Regions from separate parts of the Gossypium hirsutum genome. Here region 1 is linked to region 2. The links are chromatin contacts, called in public Hi-C maps. All regions are on one chromosome and are shown on one strand. Each heading gives the region's core, a stretch centred on a gene start, on an enhancer-like site or on the middle of the called end of the contact. The rest is flanking DNA. Distances are from core to core; before and after follow the strand shown. Region 1 holds the start of LOC121206709. Region 2 has its middle 14 kb from the start of LOC107940076.

The links. A called contact is a pair of places that touch in the nucleus more often than the background predicts.
Region 1: a Hi-C map of leaf shows a contact between it and region 2, with 4 times the contacts expected there. The contact joins the promoter of LOC121206709 here to the enhancer-like site in region 2. A contact is called at or near these places in 2 of 34 Hi-C or Micro-C datasets (both in leaf).

The regions. Positions count from the first base shown.
Region 1 is chrA09:41,569,112-41,573,278 of Gossypium_hirsutum_v2.1, forward strand. LOC121206709 reads right to left here and starts at 1,975. Exons shown (of 6, transcript XM_041077796.1): 1 at 1,641-1,975; 2 at 1,434-1,552; 3 at 1,112-1,291; 4 at 841-897. The coding sequence starts at 1,772. LOC121206710 (transcription factor MYBS1) reads right to left here. Exons shown (of 2, transcript XM_041077799.1): 1 at 3,585-4,167; 2 at 2,594-3,419. The coding sequence starts at 4,003. The coding sequence ends at 2,951.
Region 2 is chrA09:41,003,330-41,007,572 of Gossypium_hirsutum_v2.1, forward strand. No RefSeq gene overlaps it. Among protein-coding and RNA genes, the nearest start is that of LOC107940076, 14 kb to the left of the region's middle. Within about 2 kb of position 2,367, at least 9 of the 9 cell types and tissues checked have an H3K27ac peak or open chromatin away from gene starts, as enhancers often do. A contact at or near this core is called in leaf, where this site is marked.

The DNA.
Region 1 (4,167 bases), core at 725-3,224, 570 kb after region 2:
TTTTTTTTAATCAAGTTTAAATAAATTTAACAAACCAGGAAGCAAGTTAACAAAAAATCATATTTTCACGTGGAAAAAGTATAACTAAGCACAATTATTAGGATAACATCAAAAAATAACATCTCCATATGTCATTGCGTGGATTAAGATTATGAACATTCATTTCATTGTAATCCTACTCATTCAAACCGAAAATGGGCAAATAAAGTCCAATTGCCAACACTATTTAAAATAGGATTCTCTCAAGTAATTGTCATCTAGTTCATCCAAATAAATTCATGTTAGCAATTTTTAGAGATTACATGAGTCAACAAAAGAAGGTTTTCAAGAAAATATTATATTTTTAATGTCAAGGTTCTCATTACAAATTTACAAAAAAAAATAAAAACTTATTACCCTAGTTCCATGAAATAAAGATAGGGAGCTTATTTTCAAGTTCAAGGTGATGTTCGAGGGCTTACATGGGTATTATTCCATGTATTACATGACAAAAAGTAGGCAAGCTAAAGACATAGGCTATAGAAACTAAGTTTAGATGAACGTAAATTTTACTTATCATACTTCTTCAATCTAAAAAACAATCATGTTTTGCGACCACCATATTCTATTGGACTCATTAACGGTGTCCAATCATTGATGAGGGGTGCAACACAGTGGGAATGAGTTCACCATACCCACCTTGTCACCCAAATGCTTTGGCATGGTGCCCTTGCACCTTACAGGGCTGCAGTTGAACCCATATGGAGCCTTTAGCAAGAAAAAAATAAAATAAAATACAACAATAGGTCAGTCTTATTGACATTTTTTAATTGCAAAAGCAAAATAATGAGTTCTCCTTACTTGGGTTTCAAGGCAAGAGCTGAAAGTGCAGAAACCAATGATGATTTAAGAAGGTACCTAGCAAATACAAAACAATCAGTCATTTAGAATCTTGCTACCTCAGAGTTTGACCAAAAGCCAATCAAAGCAAGTTGTTCAAACCACAGACAGTGAAAAGTGCAATCATGAAAAATCTAGGGAAACATAAATAGGTCCAAACACATTCCTACTTGCAGCATATTGAAAAGAATACATTCTCGGGAAATTTTTGAAAGAGGAAACAGTTAATTACTCGTCGTGATAGATTTCATGGAGAAGTACAAGCCCATCTATGCAATTTGTAAGAGTCGGTTTTACGCCAATTCTATGTTGCAGTTGTTTCTTGTTCATCTGATTGGAGCTACCTTTTGCTAGCTGTTTACCATCATGTTGAAGCTTCGCAAGGGAAAGAACAACACCGCGAAAGTCCTCCCTGAAAATCTTTTTAAAACTAAAGTTCAAACCTAAGATTTAGCCTTGTTTGTTTGCCAACTTCAATCAATCATTCAATGAATTAATCATAGTGTCATTTATATTCTCAAAAAGCAAATAGAAACAGAGACTTAAACACTTACATTGTATTTTTCATGGAAAGTAAAATGGTTTGCAAAGAATCCATCTGCTTTTGCATCACTGCAGCTTCCATTCCTCCAACACAATTTAAACTGGCATAGTTTTTAGAGTTTTGAATAATCTGATCACCAAAACAAAAAAACTGTTTTTTGAAGGAATTAAAATAAATAAACAAAATTTGGGAGAGAGAAACAAAGGGGATAACAGACCTGTAATCTGGAAATAATGGAAGAAGCATTTCGAAAGTGGGAAATTAAGCGAGATTGAAGGTCGTCCCATTTACTCATTTCATCTTTTGCTTTCTTGAATTTCTGCTGATATTTCTTTATCATAGTCTCCATCAATTATCGAGTGAATAATGATGGATATCAGGGTGGCGGCGGCAATCGGCAAAACATTACAAGGACCAGGTGGGTTTTGGAATTAAGAAGAGAAAATGTTTGAATTAAGCGGAAGGGCTGTGACTGCAAAAAGGAAATAAAAAAATCTGAAGCTACCCATGAGTTCTGGGTCAAATTCAAAGGTAGAAATGTATCCATGGGCCACTAGTTTTTGTCTTTGGTATTCATAAATATTTTCTTTTATATATTAATAGTCCTTTTTTAGTTTTTTTTTTCACCATCTTATTTTCAAATTCACATCCTCTTATATTGAAATAACATTTATATCAATTAAGTTAATAGTTTAAATTTTTAATAATTGTATGAGTCAGGAACTATTTGAAAAAAAATATCAATCATTTGATTTGATTATTCAACCATGTGCTTAGTGATGTGTTAAATTTAAATTCGATTTTGATTTTCTCATGTTATCTGTACATTTTAATTATATTAATTGTACCTTCATTTGCTATTTTTCTCTTATCATGCTAATTTGTTTGTGGTATTGCATATTAAATTACGCTAAGGGTTGATTGGAAAGAAAGAGGAAATTGAGAAATAATAGTTTAGGGACTAAATTAAAAGAGAGTGAAATTAGAGGCTTTATGTCTTCATTTGCCCAAGGGCCTAAAAGCCTTCCTAGACCTTTTATATGGCGGCGGCGGTGTTCATATGGGCCTCGAATGGTTGTGAAGCCGATAACTTTGTTGTTTGAAGATTCGAATGAAGTACTACTATTGGGCTACTCTAAGTTCAAGCTTCCCAAAGTTGCAGTCACTATGGAGAACAAAAGCATTGAAAGCGCTTTACTGAACCCGTAGGAATAATACAAGCCTTTAAATAAGACTGTTTTTACATTTTATCATGAGAGGAAGCCATACACAACACTTATTTGCCCAAAATAACCCATCTGGCTATTTTTTTAAAGCCAGTTTCATTGCTTCGCTTAGTGAAAAGACTCATCTGGGCAGGGGACTTTGTAGTCAAATAACAGGTGCCTTTTTTGCAGTCAGAAAAATGGATAACTACAGCAAAAAACGAAGAGTTCTCTCATCTGCTTTATTCCTTCTGCATATTTTTCATGTTCACAAAAACACAACTTGTTAGGTTACCTTTAAATCATTAATTGAATTTTGAACTTATTGGTGCATAGGAGGTGGTGCCATGGGGTAAGCAACAGGGACAATGTAAGGAGGAGGGGAATGAGGATGGTGAGCAGGAGGAAGCATAACAGGAGTTCCTGCAGCAGATCCAATATGCCCTGGAGCAGCAGCAATCGGCCGCCCAACAGGCGCTCCGTACATGCCTAAACCCGGCAAATGCGGATGAGCCCTGTGCTTCACTGATTGCCCCATGACCGCTGCACCGGGTGAGTTTGTGTTAGCCTGTTGGCCTGTGATAGGCGCTTGATGAGATGTATCCCCATTGTTAACACTCGTGATGTCGTGGATGCTGGACCGCCGCCGGTCTCTATTCATCGAATTTAAGCGTATAAAATACTTTTGTGCATGGCTAGCCACCTGCGTCGGAGTTCTCGATATCACAAAGTTCCTTGAAATGCTTCTCCAATCTCCTTTCCCAAACTTGTCTAAACCAAGTAGAAATAACCTGAATAACACATGTAATGTTGCTTGTCACATTACATATATCTTTATTTTCTATAAGACCCCAAATCCTAGGGCACTCAAGTCTTAATTCGAGTCACGTTCCAATACTTAAGTCAGTATTTAAGAAAAAAAAGAAAAACAGACAAGAAGTAGTAGAGGGGAATACCTATGCTCTTCTTCAGTCCATGGGATTCCTTTCCTTCTTTCTTGGTCGGACCTCGAACTCTGTTTCCCTCCATGTCCGGTAGAATCAAGGGTTAACCCCGAAAACCCATTTCCGTAACCGGAATTGGATCTCCTATCAGAATTAGGAGCCATGGAAGGTCCATGAAAATGATCCTTGGCAGAAGAGGAAGGTTCTTCTCCTTTATAACGAGGAAGTGGGACATGACCAGCCTCTATTGCAGTAACATCCTCCACTAATAATTCATAGTGAAGTTTCAACTCCTCAAGACTTTTAGTAGGAACCGTTGAAGCAATCTTTTCCCATTGCTCTTCACATTCCTCTTTCTCTATCCAATGCATTGCTATTGCGTTTTCAAATGCCTTCTCTTCTTCCCTGCTCCAACTAACACTTCCTGCCATACTACCAATAATACCCTACAAAAGAGGTCACTCAATTTCTAAGCTCAATGTTCTCTTATGTTCAACAGCTTAGTTGCATTTGGAAAGGGTCGAAAAATAAAAATAAAATAATGGGAAATGAGAGTGTAGGATAAGGGATAGAAGTATAAAATAAATTAGGGGGA
Region 2 (4,243 bases), core at 1,117-3,616:
GTGCAATAATTTTTGGAAAAACATGCTTAAAACGGTTAGCAATTACCTTCATTACTAACTTATAAAGGACAGAACAGAGGCTTATTGGATGAAACTGTCCAAAGCCTTCTGGATTCGCCACATTAGGAATGAGAACAATTCCCCATTGAACACCTTCCTGACCCAATCACAAACAGCCCCTCTAATTCTATTCCATTGCTTCTGGAAAAAGAGGGCATGAAAACCGTCACTTCCTGGGGCTTTAAGAGGAGCCATATCAAAAAGGGCGATCTTAATCTCTTCGTTAGTCACAGGCTTCCCCAAAAAATTAACATTATCATCCTCCAGCTGAGGAAAATTACTAGGAGGAAAATCATCGATAGAGTCAGGGCCTTCCTCATAAAGCTTTTGCAAAAAAGAATTCGCCTCAGCCTCAATAGCCTCTAGGTCAAAAATCCATTCCCCATCATTATTTCGAATCGCAGTAATGCGATTACTTTTCCTTCTTTGTAGGGTTCGAGAATGGAAAAACTTTTTGTTTCGATCTCCCAAGTGCAACCAGTCACACCTCGCTTTTTGCTTCCAAAGGAGGTCTTCATGATGTGGAACATTCTCGAGCTCCTGTCTAAGACTCAAGTCCTCCTGTGCAAACTGATTCGAACCAGAGACATCCATTTTACTCTGGACATTAGCTATTTTATGAACAAGGTGTCTCTTTTTGGAAGTGATATGCCCATAAACCTGCTTATTCCACTCTTTTAAATTAAGAGTTAGCTTGGATAAGGAATCAGCCATGTCTCCAGTAAAATCCCATTTATCATTTATAAAATCATCAAAAGCTGGGTGCTCAATCCAACCGGCCAAAAACCTAAAGAGTCTTCCTCTAGGCAGAAAAACCTCCAAGTTCTGATTAAGAAGAAGGGGACGGTGATTCGATTTTATCTTAGGTAAATGAGTGACCAAACTATTTGGGAAGTTGCAAATCCAAGCATCGTTACCCAAAACACAATCCAACCTTTCAGAGAGCGCACCTCTATGCCAAGTAAAAGGAGATCCTCTAAAACCCAAGTCATGCAACTCGGCTTCCTCCACAAAATTTCCAAACTGAAGGCATCTCCTTCCTTTAGTACGGCCACCAAACATTTCAGAAGAAGATAAGATTGCATTAAAATCACCAATAACAATCCATGGACTATGAATAGGCGGATTCGAAGATCTCAAATCATCCCAAAGAACTGTACGTTTTTGCCGATTAGGACTAGCATAAACAAAAGAGATAAAAACCGGATGTGGAGAAGACATTTGCCAAACTTTGGTCAGAATAAACTGAGGATGACTACGTACCACCTCAACTTGGATGGAGTCCTTCCAGCCAATCTAGATACCTCCAAAGTAACCAATTGCCTCTACCCGATGAGAGTACTGGAAACCTAACTTAGCAATAATGCAATCGGCTTTGGCACCAATGACTCTGGTTTCAAGTAAACAAACTATATCTGGATTGTGTTCTATGTTATACTCCCGAAAAATTTGGGGAAACTTAACACTTGCACAGCCCTGGCAGTTCCAAGAAAAAATAGTTAAATTCATAATAAAGACACAAAGGAAAGAAAACGTACCATTACTTTGGGAGGACTGAATCCCCATCAATGGTTGTGCCTACAGATCCTGAATCATCCCTACCGTAAGGGCTAGAATTTCGAGTAGAAAGCATATTCGCCATCACCTCCATGGAATCTGCTAAAGGGACTCGAGTACTACTAGAAGATTTAAAGCGACTCCCATGTCCTCGAAGAACGTTAGAGATTTTATGACTACCACGATTTTTATTCAATTTAAAGTCATCCTTTCTATTAAAAATATCAAACTTATTCACCTTCAAAGTCAAACCTGAATCCAAACCCGGTTTCTCTACTGATCGATTAGCAGATTTAACTTGTTGTTCAGAATTATTATTGACCTTGAAGGACACTGCTTAATGTTTCCCAGGTTCGAGAACACCCTCAAAAATTTCGATCTCAACTCCTTCAGACACTTCAAAAGCAGGATTAAAGTGAGCCTTCACACTCTCTAAATTACTAGAAATAATATTATCAAAATCATCAAAATTTAAAGAGTTTTGGCATCCTCCTTTCATGCCCATTCCAATGCTTTTAGAAGAAACCTGCTCGGTACCTGCGTGATTGCTAGGGAAAGAAACATTAGTAATAGAATTAAAAAATGGGACTTCCTTACTTTTCTCATTAGCTGCCAATTCAATAGGCCTTTTGCCCATATATTTATCCAACCCAACATTTGAATTTTGTCCCAACTCTATAGATTTCAAGCTATCAGACACCAAATTCTTAGTAGGCCCTAACCGAATTCCTTGGCCCAATTCGCTCCCACGCCCAGCTCCAATATTAGACCCATTACCCTTTTTGATCCCAACAGTATCCCTAGTCTTAAAATTCCCAACACCGACAGTCCCTTTTCCTCTCAGATTTTCCTGCAAAAAACCTCCATTAATCACCCCCAAATTACTCCTCAAATCTCCCTCCTAATTAAGCGCCAAATATCTAGAACCCAAAGGAAAGTTTCCAGATTTTTCAACGGCATTAGACTGAGGGCCGCGTTGGCCACGCCGTGCCTTGCATTCAACCAGCATCCACGGCCCGAATTCGGGCCTCTTATCTCCATCGGATCTACCATCGGCGCCTTCTTGTGCCTCCATCTCCGCGTTCGCCGTTTGCTCCTGTGATTGAACCACCTTGACCATCGGGCAGAGCTCCTTGACATGGCCGTATTTACCACATGAGAAACACACTGTCGGCAGGGCCTCATATTCAACGTTTTGGACAGAGCCATCTACCCACACCTCTGAAATCAACGGTTTTTCAAGGTTAATAAAAACAGCCAAACGAGCGAACTGACCTCTAGTTCCATTATCGGTTTGAAAATCTAGCTTAACTACTTTCCCAATGAGTCCTCCAATTGCTTCTATGATTTTTCGATTATACAGGTACCCTGGAAGTCCTGGCAGTAAGATCCACGCTAATACCACACTGGGGTATGGCTGCTGAAGGTTGAAATCCTTTGTCCACGGTTGGATGGTAAGGTATTGTCCGTAGATAATCCAAGGACCCTGTGTTAAGACATTGTTATAGTCTCCTATATTCTGAAACTTAATCAGAAAATACCCATTGACAGTATCCATAAGGTGAAAAGGTTTAGCAGGTTTCCAAAGGCTAAGTATACGATTATGTAATGCGTTATAGCCTACATTACGCCCTAAGAGTTTGAGAACGATCGTCAATTCCATTTCTTTGAAAAGAATGTTTCTAATACGATCCGAGAAGGCAATAGTAGGCATCCCGTCTACCATGGTAGTATTCATATCTCCATCAAGTAGATCAAAATCATTATCAGGTCCCTCGTTTAAACCATTTCGATCAGATGCGGAGTACGAAGCTTCACCCAAAAGCATGTCCTTCCACGATAATTTTGGAAACGGAACTGAATCGGCAGCCATCGCAACAGATTCCTCATCCGTTCCCTCTATAAATCTCACTTTTTTTGTGTTCCGATTCCCACCTAAGCAAAGAACTCCATCGCCGTTGAGACCAGATTCATCCATCCCTCCAAATATATTTCTTTCAGTTTGAGATATATGGCGGCTTTGTATTCTTACTAATTTAATCCTTGAATGATTAAACATACACCATGCAAGAACTATGTCAATTAATTAAAATCTTGTTCAGATTAATTAATTAATTCAGTTGTTTTCCTTCATTCATAATGCATGAGAAACATATTCATGATTTTACTTGCATGAGTAAATAGATCAAACGCACAAAACATATTTAGCATAATTAAATAATTAAAACAATGAAAATTAAATCATTCTAAAACCAACAAAATTAAGCAATCATGATTATATTAAAAACAGAAAACTTAATTTCAATCATGTTTCTTGAATTAAAAAAAAAATAAAGATTGAAGGGAAAGAGAATTACTAAGCCATTTCTGGTGGATCTCCGTGGCAAAGCTTACTTTACTCCTCCGTTGTTTTATTCTTCTTGTCATGACTGCTAAGCTTAAAAGCTCTTAATATTGCCTACAGTGGCTACTCTCAAAACCTTGCAAATACTCTCTCAAATGGAAGTGAAACAAGAGAGAATGAGAGAAGAGATGGTGAGTGAGGGATGAGTGAAATGGAGAACAAATGTCTCTTTATTTATACTAGTGAGGAGCTCATTGAGTTTGATATTTTTAGCATGATAAT